Linked DNA regions of Mus musculus: region 2 is linked to region 1. A link is a contact called in public HiChIP or PLAC-seq data. All regions are on one chromosome and are shown on one strand. Each heading gives the region's core, a stretch centred on a gene start, on an enhancer-like site or on the middle of the called end of the contact. The rest is flanking DNA. Distances are from core to core; before and after follow the strand shown.

Region 1 (6,339 bases), core at 1,714-4,213:
ATACATTCACATACATACAAATGGATACATACAAATAAAACATTTATTTAATGTATTATTTATTTTGAAAAAAAAAACTTGGGCTGGTGAGATGGCTCAGTGGGTAAGAGCACCCGACTGCTCTCCCGAAGGTCAGGAGTTCAAATCCCAGCAACCACATGGTGGCTCACAACCATCTGTAACAAGATCTGATGCCCTCTTCTGGAGTGTCTGAAGACAGCTACAGTGTACTTACATATAATAAATAAATAAATCTTAAAAAAAAAAAAAAAGAAAAAAAAACTTTTTGAAATTCGATTTATTTGTTTGTGTTTTTTAAGACAGGCCTTCTCTCTGTAGCCTTGGCTGACTGGAACTCACTCTGTAGACCAGGCTGACCTTAAACTTACAGAGATCCTACCTGCCTCTGCCTCCCAAGTGCTGGGATTAAAGGTGTGCAGCGCCACCACCTAGGTTGAAATTTTATTTTTATTAAATACATTTAGTTTATGTGTATGAGTCTGTAGGTACACCAAGTGTGCTCACTGTCCGTATAGATCAGAAGAGGGCATTGGATCCCCTGGAATTGGAGTTAGAGATAGCTGTGAGCCACCATGCGGGTGCTGGGAACTGAACCCCAGGCCCTCTGCAAGCAACAAGTAATCTTATCTGCTGAGCCATCGCTCCCGCCCTCTCTGTTTCTTTCTTTCTTTCTTTCTTTCTTTCTTTCTTTCTTTCTTTCTTTCTTTCTTTCTTTCTTTCTTTCTTTCTTTTAAATAGGGTCTTACTTTGTGCCTCTATCTAGCCTGAAACTTGCTCTGTAGACCAAGCTGGCCTTGAACGCCCCTGTGTGCTTAAAGGTATACACCACCACATTTGTTTATTTTGTTTTTGAGACAGGGTCTCAGGTAACCCAGGCTGGCCTTGAATTCTTTTTTTTTTTTTTAAGATTTATTTATTTATTATATGTAAGTACACTGTAGCTGTCTTCAGACACACCAGAAGAGGGCATCAGATCTCATTACGGATGGTTGTGAGCCACCATGTGGTTGCTGGGATTTGAACTTGTGACCTTCAGAAGAGCAGTCGGTGCTCTTAACCCCTGAGCCATCTCTCCAGCCCCTGGCCTTGAATTCTTTTTGTACTCTTGGAGGACACTGAGCTTCCGATCCTCCTGCCTCTACCTCCCAAGCGCTGAAACTCTAGGCTTGTTCCTCTATGCCTGCTTTTGCACAGTGCTGGGGATAAACCCAACTGCCTACACAGCCCCAGCCCAGCCCCAGCCCAGTGCCTCCCCACCACCACCACATCCCGCCCCAGGCTTAGCCCTCCTAGTATCTTTATGAAAGGGAGAAAGTGGGTCAGAATCAGAGAAAAATTGACATCAGTTGCAAAGATCAGAGAGGGGTAGAAAAGACAAAGCCGCGCCTGAGGAATGAAGGAGGGAAACTTCTGGCTTTGAAGATGAACGAATAAATGCAGGAAGCCTCTAGAAGTCAAGAAAGCAGAGCCTCTCGATCCTCTGGATAGCACAGCCATCTCTCCGGCAACATGTATTTTATTTAATGAGTGATCTGTCTTTATATATACCAGAAAAAGCAATCAGATCCCATTATAGATGTGAGCCACGATGCAGTTGCAGGGAATTGAACTCAGGACCTCTGGAAGAGCAGTCAAGTGCTCTTAACTGCTGAGCCATCTCTCCAGCCCATATTTAGATTTGTTCATTTTTATTTCATGTGTGCTTTGTTTCTGTGCACCACATGCATACCTGGTGCCTGTAGAGAACAGAAGAGCTCATCAAATACCGCAGAACGATCCCAGACGATTCCGAGTGACCGTGTGGTGTTGGGGCTCAAACCCTGGTTCTCTGGAAGAGCAGTCCTCTCATCTGCTGAGCCATCTCTCCAGCCCATAAACAAAAACGTAAAAGAAAGAAAAGACCTGTTCCGGTCAGACCAGAATTATGATGGCTAGGATGCCCCGTCTTGTATCTTGAAATGCAGTGGACATGCCTGCTCTATAAGGTCTCCATACACTTTAAGACCCTTTTTTTTTCTTCTGCAAGTCGATGGGTCTAGATACCCAAGATAGTCTCGAACCTGGGCTGTAGAGTGCTTGCCTAGTATGCTCAGACCCCCGGTTTCCATTCCCCAGTGCTATTAAAACAAAAACAAAAAACAAAAAATTGGGCTTTGTGGCACATGATTGTAGTCCTGCACTCAGGAGTCAGAGGCAGGACGATCAGGAGTCGAAGGTCAGCCTTGGCTATGTTTTTGAGGCCAGCCTGGGCTATAGACTCCAAATCAAATCAAATTTATTCCAGATGATTCGGGGGAAAGACTCAGCCACAGCTGTCCAGCTCTTGAATCCTCTCATAGAGTGCAGAAATCAGTTCTTGGTACGGAGGCTGGGTGCATATCCTACGATGCCCAGCAGAGGGCAACCGACTCTTGCGATCTGTTTTTACAGCTTTGGATCTAGGCCGAGACTGAACTCGTGATCTGGGATGCAAGAGGTGTGGAGCCGGCATAGTAAATAGCTCGGTTTAAGGGACGTCTCTGCTGTGTTTCAGTCTCCCACGCTTAGGTCTCCGAGGTGTCACTGTCCTATGTGTTCTGTTGTCCCGACGTGAATCTCTAAGTTTATAGGTAGACTTTCCGAAAGAAGAGCCAGTGAAATGGTTCAGCGGAGACTGTCCTGACACCTTCCCTTTGTGTGTGTGTGTTGTGAGGAAGGGCAGGGGGTGCGGGGCAGGGCGCGGGGGTGCTGGGGGATCCCTGGCATCCTCTGGCTCTGCGCAGACCCAGTTGAAAAGAAACTTAGGTTCCTTCACCCTGAACTCCCTCTGCGTGTACAGGGATCCTACTGCTCTCCGCCTCTCCGGGGGTGGGGGTTGGGGGGACGGAGGGGGCGAGGTGAGGAGGGAGGGAAGGGGAGGGGAGGGAGGTGACTGATCCTCTGAAAGGGAATCCGGAAGCCCTTGGCTGGCTTCAGCAGGTTGCTAAGGAACAGGAGGCCTCAGGGGTGCTCTGCAGGTGAGTTGGATCCCTTGCCAGCTGTCTGCTTCGCAGTTTCTGTTCCCCCTTGAGCACCGGGGTGGGGGTGGGGGGAAAAGGGGGGTGCAGCTGGTTACCCAGATCTACCACCTACTTCTGTAACAAACTCAGCACCTGTCTCAGGCTGACAAGGGCCCAGATGGGACAATGGGTTTACTGCAGCTCCGGTCTTCCCAAGTCTAAGGGTTTTTTTTCTCATGAGTGGCTGTCTCTCCCATCTCTGTGTGGGCTGGGCTTTAGTTTTATGTAGGTAGTGGTTAAACCAGGGCCTTATGCATGCTAAACAAACACTCTGTCGCTAAGCCACACCCACAGTCTAAAGGCAGGTGGATGTTGTTGTTGTTGTTTTTGGGCATGTTGGCACACAACTTCACTTCCAGTACTTGGGAGATAGGATGACAGATCTGTGAGTTCAAGGTTGGCCTGGTCTGCATAGCCAATGTTAAGCCATCCAGGAATGCATAGTGAGACCCTTCCTCAAAACAGAAGTTATTCTTTGAGAGTTTCATTGGTGTGTATAGTGTTATTTTGGTCACCCTCTCATCTGTCTCCCACTCCCTGAACCACATCTTCCAAAGAAAAATCCCCTTGGCTTCGTGGGGGGGGGGGGAGGGGAGGGGAGAGGGAGGCAGAGAGAAAGAGAGAGACAGAGACAGAGAGACAGAGAGACACTCAGGAGCCAGGGTTTCAGCCCTCGTCCAGAAGCAAAGTAGACACTCGCTCAGAACTGCAAACACAATGATACTCTCCTTGTCACTGTGGTTGAAATGGGGACAGATAAACTCTGGTTCAAGTTACCACCTGTCGCTCCTCAGGTGTCATTGTGGATGAGAGTTCTTAACTGTCACTTTCATCAAGCTAGAACCTGGGAGAAATGGCTGGGTGACCGAGTCCTTGTGTCCCACACTGCAGGGAGCTCAGACCACCACGGGGCACCAAAGAGATGGGCACAGAGGAAACTGTGCCCAGTGAGTGGACACTGAGAGGGTCCCATTGCCCAGTGCCCACCCAGTTGGAAGTACTGTCTATTCTGGGCCCCAGGAGAGTAATGGGGAGAGCTAGGGTCAAGGCAGGAACAGTGGGAGGGGAGGGGGTGTCATCTGGTCCAAACCTCTGCATCTGCACGCCCCCTGCCCCTCATCCCCCATCCTTAGATCTGCAGAGTCCAACCAAAGAACAGGATGGAGTTTTCTGGTTCATCTCCTGCTTCTGCAGGTGCAAGCTCTTGCTGGGGATATAGATGGAGCTCTGAGGTGGGGAAAGAGGGTGGGGCCTTGCTTCTCTGAGGTGTGGGCCTCGGTGTCAGAATGAGGCAAAAGGGGGAGGGAGGAGGGCTTAGGAGGCTCATTCAGGGCCTTCCTGGGATGGGTGCATTTCTGGTTTCATGACCTCAATTCCCCCTCCCCCCAGTGACATCCAGGGTAAAGAAAAGCGACTTTACATACAAGGGGCGATACGTGGAGGTTCAGGCTTCTCTGAGGGGATGCAGGACTGCTGCCAAGGCCAGGTCCGAACCTCTGTGTTGTTCATACTGCTTGGATCTAGTGGATTCTTACTGTTCATTGGCATCAGTTTTATAGATGTGAAGAAAATACTCAGTTTTCAAGATTTGAACTGCAAGTGTCACAGCGACACTCAACTCACCCTTTTCTCATTCTCACCTGACTCAGCCTCTCCTCCTCCTGCCTCCACAGGATTTTCCGTCCCCTCCGCAGGCTCCCTGTACCCTGAGCGGTCAGTACACGTGGGCCTGCCTCACAGTCCTGGGTTCACCAGCCTCTGGCTTGGCACAGCTTCAAGGTCTTCTGCATGTGTGCCTCTCGCTGCAGGATGAGCCAGAGACCCCTCTCCTGCCATTTGTCATCAGCCATGGGTGGAAGAGTCAGGCAGGCTTGGTCAGACTTTTTGTTTGATTGTTTGTTTTTCTGAGACAGGGTTTCTCTGTGTACCTTGGCTGTCCTGGAACTCACTCTGTAGACCAGGCTGACCTCGAACTCAGAAATTCTCCTGCCTCTGCCTCCCAAGTGCAGGGATTAAAGGTGTGTGCCACCACGCCCAACGTGGTCAGACTTTTATGTGTGCAAAATAACCTTTCTGCAAATGACATCTCATCACAGGTTCTGCAATGTGAGCATGGGTTTTTTATGGGAGGGGTTTCTTATTGATATAGTACAGGGGAAAGCAGGTATGTACTGGGGTGCAGCTTGAGTTTCTTAGCTGTATCCACTTCTGGGCCCCTTTGTACTGTGTGTGTGTGTGTGTGTGTGTGTGTGTGTGTCTGTGTCTGTGTGTCTGTTTATCTGTCTGTGTCTCTCTGTAGGGGTGTGTGTGTTTGTATGTATGTATGTATGTATGTATGTGTGTCTCTCTGTAGGTGTGTGTGTGTCTGTTTGTATGTGTCTCTTTGTAGGGGTGTGTGTGTGTGTGTGTATCTGTCTGTCTGTGACTCTGTAGGTATGTGTGTATGTGTCTGTCTCTCTTTGGTTGTGTCTCTCTGTAGGTATGTGTATTCTCTGTGTGTTACTGGAGATGGAACACAAGACTTCACGTATATTAGGCAAGCCATCTATTGTTAGTGCATGTGTGTGGCAGATGTGTTGTGCCACGGTGCACATCTGGGAGCAGAGAGGACAGCGTTAGTCGGGGTAAATGCAGGTCATCAGGCTTGACAAGCACCCTCACCTGCCGAGCCGTCTACACAAACACCCTCACCTGCCGAGCCGGCTACACAAGCACCTTCACCTGCCGAGCCGTCTACACAAGCACCCTTACCTGCCCAGCCGTCTACACAAGCACCCTTACCTGCTGAGCCGTCTACACAAGCTGAGCCGTCTACTGGACCCTTCGCCAGGTTTTAAATTTTGAGATGAAGTTGCTGAGGCTGACGTTGGACTCTTAAATCCTCCTGTCTCAGCCTCCAGAGTAGGTGGTAATCTAGGCCACTGTCACCAGGGACACGTATTGAGTGTCTTCTCTTGGCCGCAGCCCTCCCACACACCTATACTCTCCCCCTCCGGCACCTGCTCACTTTATAAGCCCCTAAAGCAGACTGAAGGCTCTTCCTAGAACTCCACCCACCCGCCTTCCTCCGTTCTAGTACTGCGCAGTAGAGCAAGATCATCCTCTGGTTCTCCACCCTGAGGCTCCCCCTACACTGAGGGCCTCTGGCGACTGAGCAAGCCTTCGTAAGGATGGCCTGGACATTTGGGTGCTAGAAAGCACTATTCTGGCGGTCCCTCGCTGAATTCTGTGTGATGGGCAGTCTCTCCCAGCTGGAGCACACAGGTATCTCATCTGAGCA
Region 2 (6,339 bases), core at 1,387-3,886, 360 kb before region 1:
ATGCTTCTCAGCTGCCTTGAGCTATTTATGCTGTCCAGGACACACCCAGGGGATGGCTCCACCCACAGTGGGCGGGTCTTCCTACTTTAAGGCTATTCTGATAATCCTCATCTATCTCTCTGGGAAGTCTAGATTTTGTCGAGTTGACAATTGGCACCGCCTCTGAGCTCCTCTGCTTTTCAGAGCACCCTTTACATTTTTTTTAAAAAAGATTTATTTATTTATTTATTTATTTATTTATTTATTTATTTATTATATGTAAGTACACTGTAGCTGTCTTCAGACACTCCAGAAAAGGGCGTCAGATCTTATTATAGATGGTTGTGAGCCACCGTATATGGTTGCTGGGATTTGAACTAATGACTTTCACCTTCGGAAGAGCAGTCGGTGCTCTTACCTGCTGAGCCATCTCACCAGCCCTATACATTTTATATATATATTTAAAATATCCATATTTTATTCCCAGTGGTAGAGTGCTTACCCAGTGCTCACTAAGAGATCAATCCCCAGCATGGGGGAGGGGGAACTCATTTTTTTTTTTTTATTTTAAAGAAATGTTGTTAACCAATTAATCTACAAGCTTCAAAATAAGAGACAGCAAAAATCAAAATCCCAGCTAGGTATGATGTCACACGTCTTTAATCTTAGCACTCTGGAGACACAGCCAGGCAGATTTCTATGAGTTTGAGGTCAGTCTGGTTTACATAGTGAGTTCTGGCAAGCCAAGGCTACTTAGCGGAACCCTTTCTAAACAAACAAACAATAAAATAAATAAATAAATAGTCTAGTTGGTTGTGGTAGAACATTCCTGGCCCCCAGCACTAGGGAGGTAGAGGTAGGAAGGTAAGGAATTCTAAGTCCCTCTTGGCTACCCAGTGAGTTTAAGACCAGGCTGTTCTCCATTATAACTTGCCTCAAAACAAAGGGCTAGAGAGATGACTCAGTGGGTAAAGCGCTTGCTTTGCAAACACAAGCACCTGAGTTTGGATACCACAGAAAGGCTGGGTGTGGCGGCATGCCGGCATGCCTGCCCATAACCCCAGAGCCAGGAGGATGGGGCCTGGCTGGGCACTCACTGGCCAGCCACTTTAATCAAAAATAGTGAGTTTTAGGATCAGGGGTGGACCCTGTCTCAAAAAATAAGATGTCACCCACTGGCTCATTGCCTCAAGACCACATCTAGCCATAGACATCCTATGCATACCACACACACGCACATGGACACTCACGTGTACACACACACACACACACACACACACACACACACACACGATAAGACTGGGGCGAGCTGTTGGGTCACATGCTGGGATCCTAGCAGAAGGAGGGAAAGGCAGAGGTGGTTCAGGAATTCAAGGTCATCCTGGGCTATATGTGGACTTGTCTTAAAAAAAAAAAAAGTAAAAAGTAATAATGATTTTAAAGGAGGGAGAAACAAAAAGAAAGAAAACCAAAGAAAGAAGAACAAAGGAAGAAGAGAAAAGAAGAGAAGAGAAAAGAAAAAGCAGGAAGAAGGCCAAGCTCTCCAGCACCTAGGCAGGTGATCGATCGATCCCTTGGTGACCACACTCCATTCTGACTGAACCGGGAGAGGAAGCAGCTGGGATCATCTGACAGTGCCTTGAAGGAGAAACGACATCTCAACTCATGTTCAGATGCGGTCACATAGCTGTGGTCAGGACTTCAGGGCACTGAGCGGAGGGAAGGAGGGAAGGAGGGACATGCCACTTCTGGAAACTGACTTTCCCAACTCATGGGAGCAGCGTCATGCTCTGCTGTATGAAGCCTCTTCATCCAGCCTGCGTGGGACAAAGCCCTTGTCCAAAGCCCCAGCTGTCCAGTGCACCCCGTGAAATCATTACTTAAATTACTAGGCTCGTGTCTGCAAAGAATTCAAGGCTTTGACCTTCAGGAACCGAGCCTCCAGGGAAGGGGAAGTTCTATTTTTGGGATGTGGATAATGAGAGAGAGGAGCAGGCAAGCCTCGCTCCTGGCTTTGTGGTATCTTTTCCAGCTTGATGAATCAGGGCATCTGCCTCCCTCTCCCTCTATTGCCCCTGGCCCTCAATAATTTGGCTACAACTGTGGCAGCCCAATAGGTGTGCATTTGTACAAAAGAAATGTACGCCCCTAAGGGCAGCATTCCCAAAGTCTCCTGTGCTTGTGGAGGGACCCCATCAGGTAAGTGAACATGGCCCCAGATCACGAAGCACGAAGTCACTGTTTGGCTGGGGGCCAGAGCTAACCCACTGTCTGTCTGTTTGCTTTGGGTAACACCCAAGGACACACATTCTGAGGCCTGTGAAAGTAGAAAACACTTCAAAACCAAAAAGCACGGGGAAAACCACGCGCACACCCATCCTCTCGGAGCCCAATCTCTACACTGGGTTCCTGGGATGCAGAGGGATCCCTGCTTCCTAGTCCCTGACTGCAGGGGCGCTGATCCTGCTTCCTGCAGCCCCTCCTCTTTCTAGGACCTGCCAAATCTGTTGGTTTGGCATAGCTTCTCTTGCTCAGGAGGTAAAGTCGTCAGACTAGGATTCCTGAGCAAACCAGGAAATATCCATCCTGCTAGGATTCAGGATGTGGGGCTGGGCAAAGGCCAGGCCACAGCCCACTGCAGGCCCAAATGGAAGATGATGTCAGAGGGAGCCTAAGAAATGTTTCCACTGAGCGACTCTTTCCAATGTCTGTGGCTGGTTAGCCTGGCCCAGCCTTGTCACAGAAGAATAAAAGCAACTGGGCTTCCAGATCACATGACCGGAGGTGGCAAAGCTACAGAGTTCCATTGGTGTCTGGGGAGGGAAAGGAGAGGACAGTGCCCATGGGTGAGCTCTTTCTGCAAAGCAGTATCAGGAAATTGTGCCAGGCTGAGAATGGACGGGCTGGGCTGCTTCCAATCCCTTCCATAGGCGAAAGGATGGGGTTTTGCAAGCCTGTCAGTACTACATTTAGCAACGATGCTAGATTCTTCCTCTTAGGTAATTTTCAGAAATGGAAACTAATTTTTCTCTAGGCTCTAGATGAGTCTAAGATACAGTCTATAGGTTCATGCCTCAGTCCCAGCAAGCCTGACTCCAGCCCCACTCGATCTAAGTGCTTTTGTGGAAAAGCAAAATCCTGGGGGTAAAACCAGAGACGGGAAGTTGGGAAAGGAGGTTCCAGAGCCAAGTGAGGACAGATTGACATTATTTCCCTCTGTGGTTAGCAAAACAGTGGCCTCCCCTCTGTCTCTGGCGCCTGTGAATGAACATATTACATTATGTGCAGAAGGGACCTTGCAGATGAGATGGGAATCTAGAGTGTTTGCTTGGGACACTCCCAGTCCTGGAGTCAGTCTTTAGCCTGTAATCGCAGCTCTTGGGATACGGAGGCAGGATCAGAGTTCTAGATCCTTCTCAGTTACACAGGCCACTTTTTTTTTTTTTTTCCGAGACAGGGTTTCTCTGTATAGCCCTGGCTGTCCTGAAACTCGCTTTGTAGACCAGGCTGACTTTGAACTCAGAAATCCGCCTGCCTCTGCCTCCTGAGTGCTGGAATTACAGGCCAGCATCACCACGCCCGGTTTACACAGGCCACTCTTGACCCGCCCTCCTCCCCACTCCTCAAAGAAGAGGAGGAGAAAGAGGAAGAGGAGGAAAAAAAGACACAGAGTGGGTGTCTCTTACAGAACTAATTACTCACCGGAGAATAGAGAGCCCCACCCCCTTGCGGTTACAGAAATCTATATAGATTTTGGCCTGAGAGTAAAGGCAAATTGTTGCTTTTTCTATAGGAAAGTTAGTTTTTATTCCTAAAGCAATGGAAAAGCACAGATTTATTGGGGAGGGCAACCTGGGAAGGTCTGATGAGTTCTGATATGTAGAGCTCAGGCTGGCTGACTTGTGGAGACTGGATTGTAAGGTTCACACCTGCTTAAGTGTCACAGTCAGCAGCACAGATCTGAGTCCCCATGGGATGCTCTCATTATTATGGGATGCTCCCATCCATATGGGATGCTCCTCCCATCAGTATGGTATGCTGCCATCAGTTTGGGATACTCCCGTCAGTATGCGATGCTCCTCCTATCAGTATGGCATGCTGCCATCAGTATGGGATGCTCCCATCCATATGGGATGCTCCTATCAGTATAGGATACTCCCATCAGTATGAGATGCTCCTCCTATCAGTATGGCATGCTGCCATCAGTATGGGATGCTCCCATCCATATGGGATGCTCCTATCAGTATGGGATGCTCCCATCAGTATGAGATGCTCCTCCCATCAGTATGGGATGCTCCCATCAGTATGAGATGCTCCTCCCATCAGTATGGGATGCTCCCATCAGTATAGGATATTCCCATCAGTATGAGATGGTCCTCCTATCAGTATGGCATGCTGCCATCAGTATGGGATGCTCCCATCCATATGGGATGCTCCTATCAGTATGGGATGCCCCCATCAATATGAGATGCTCCTCCCATCAGTATGGTATGCTGCCATCAGTATGGGATGCTCCCGTCAGTATGGGATGCTCCTCCCATCAGTATGGCATGCTGCCATCAGTATGGGATACTCCCATCAGTATGAGATGCTCCTCCCATCAGTATGGCATGCTGCCATCAGTATGGGATGCTCCCATCCAAATGGGATGCTCCTCCCATCAGTAAGTGCTGGAGGTCTGAGACAAGGGGAGATGACTGTGGACGGCTCTCACTAAGGAGCCCTTGGTAGCCCTAGTCAGACACTTGTGAACGGGCGAACAGATTGGAAGGAGCCCTTGTTGCTTTGATTTTTTTCAAAACCTACTTTTCATGATGGTTTTTAAATGCTTCAGCGTCCCCTCTAGCCCACCACCCACCTGAAGCAGTGGAAAAGGAAGGTTACTAGGATTCGGCGGAAGTGGACCTGTTTAGAAATGGTTCTCTGCAGCGATTTCAATCTCCAATTGTCAGGATACCAGTGGTCCAGTTTAGTAATGTCAAGATAGCAAACAGGAATCAGCAGCATTGGCATGACCCAGAAGAAATAGCCAGGCCTCTGCCGAATCGGCACAAGTCAGCAGGAGTAACCAAGACCAGCAAGGATGCCAGGAGAATTTCTCTGCCATGCTTCTCTCAACAAAGTGAAGATCAGCGCTTGGGATGTAGAAGTAAGAGTATCTCTGTGAGTGAGTTCAAGGCCTGTCTGGTCTACACAGCAAGCTCTAAGACAGATAGAGATACATAATGTGACCCTGTCTCAAAACAACAACAACAAGTCTGAGGATGGAGTTGAGTTGGTAGAGTCCTTACCTAGCACGAAAGAAGCCCTTTGTTTTATCCCTAATATCCTAGAAACTGGGTGTGATGGCACATGCCTGTGCCCCAGTGCTTGAGGAGAGTGGATGGATTCAGGAACATCAAGAATTCAGGGACATCCTTGAGACCAATTTGGGATAGAAGAGAAGGAGAAGGAAGAGGAGGAAGAGAAGAAAGAAGAAGAAGAGGAGGAGGAGAAGAAGGAGGAGGAGAAGGAGGAAGAGGAGAAGGAGGAAGAGAAAAAGAAAGAAGAGAAGAAAGAGAAGGAAGAGAAGGGAAAGGAGGAGGAGGAGGAGGAGGAGGAGGAGGAGGAGGAGGAGGAGAAAAAGGAGGAAGATCCTAGAGATAGAAACGTATCTAGGGGCACCTGGCTGGTGCCAATGTTCTCAGGGATCTTACCAGAGGAATAAGGAAGGGGGAGCCATGACTATTGAAATCAAATCTGAAGATGCATTGATTGGTGGCTTTGGACATGAAGGGTCCTCAGACCAAGGAATGCAGGTGATTTCTAAAAGCTAAAAGGCCAAGTGGCCCAGACCCAGTCCACCCCGGGCTTTGGCTTCCAGAACAGTGAGGATGAATTTGTGAGAAGTCTGATCGGAAGTGAAGACACATAATGAAACACCCGAAACTCACCCAGCTTTGCTCCCCCAGGCACTGGGAACAAACCCATCTGCTCGGGAAGCTGAAGATGCCATAAACCAAGGTCAAAGCCAGGATCTGAAGGTCAAGGAACCAAAATAGAGAGGGAGCCTGGCGGTCCACAGATACAAGCAAGAGGCTGCACCCGGGAAATGTTTTCTCTCCTGAACCCGCAGGAACTATTCACACTAGTTCCCTTGTTCAAGATGCCCAGTGTTGTTACATCTTTCCACTGAAGGCATAAAATATCACTTCATATCGGTCTTAATAGCTTATTGGTTCTCCCTCTCAATCCTTCAAGTTTGAGGAACATTTCTACACAAGGCAATGAAGGACTCATTCAAGTCTAACCAACACACTGTGGGCTGGGAGTGTAGCTTAGAGGCAGAGTAGCCACAAGGGCCAGAATTTATGCTCCAGT

What was found. HiChIP or PLAC-seq counts read pairs in DNA pulled down with a chosen protein or histone mark.
Region 2: a contact with region 1 is called in an HNF4G HiChIP or PLAC-seq map of pancreatic cancer cells. The contact joins two enhancer-like sites. A contact is called at or near these places in 1 of 115 datasets of contacts at active chromatin or transcription factors (pancreatic cancer cells) and 1 of 9 other capture datasets (embryonic stem cells).

The regions. Positions count from the first base shown.
Region 1 is chr11:116,882,993-116,889,331 of GRCm38.p6, forward strand. No RefSeq gene overlaps it. Among named protein-coding and RNA genes, the nearest start is that of Mfsd11, 32 kb to the left of the region's middle. Within about 2 kb of position 2,964, at least 85 of the 459 cell types and tissues checked have an H3K27ac peak or open chromatin away from gene starts, as enhancers often do. A contact at or near this core is called in pancreatic cancer cells, where this site is marked.
Region 2 is chr11:116,521,300-116,527,638 of GRCm38.p6, forward strand. No RefSeq gene overlaps it. Among named protein-coding and RNA genes, the nearest start is that of Sphk1, 8.0 kb to the right of the region's middle. Within about 2 kb of position 2,637, at least 83 of the 459 cell types and tissues checked have an H3K27ac peak or open chromatin away from gene starts, as enhancers often do. A contact at or near this core is called in pancreatic cancer cells, where this site is marked.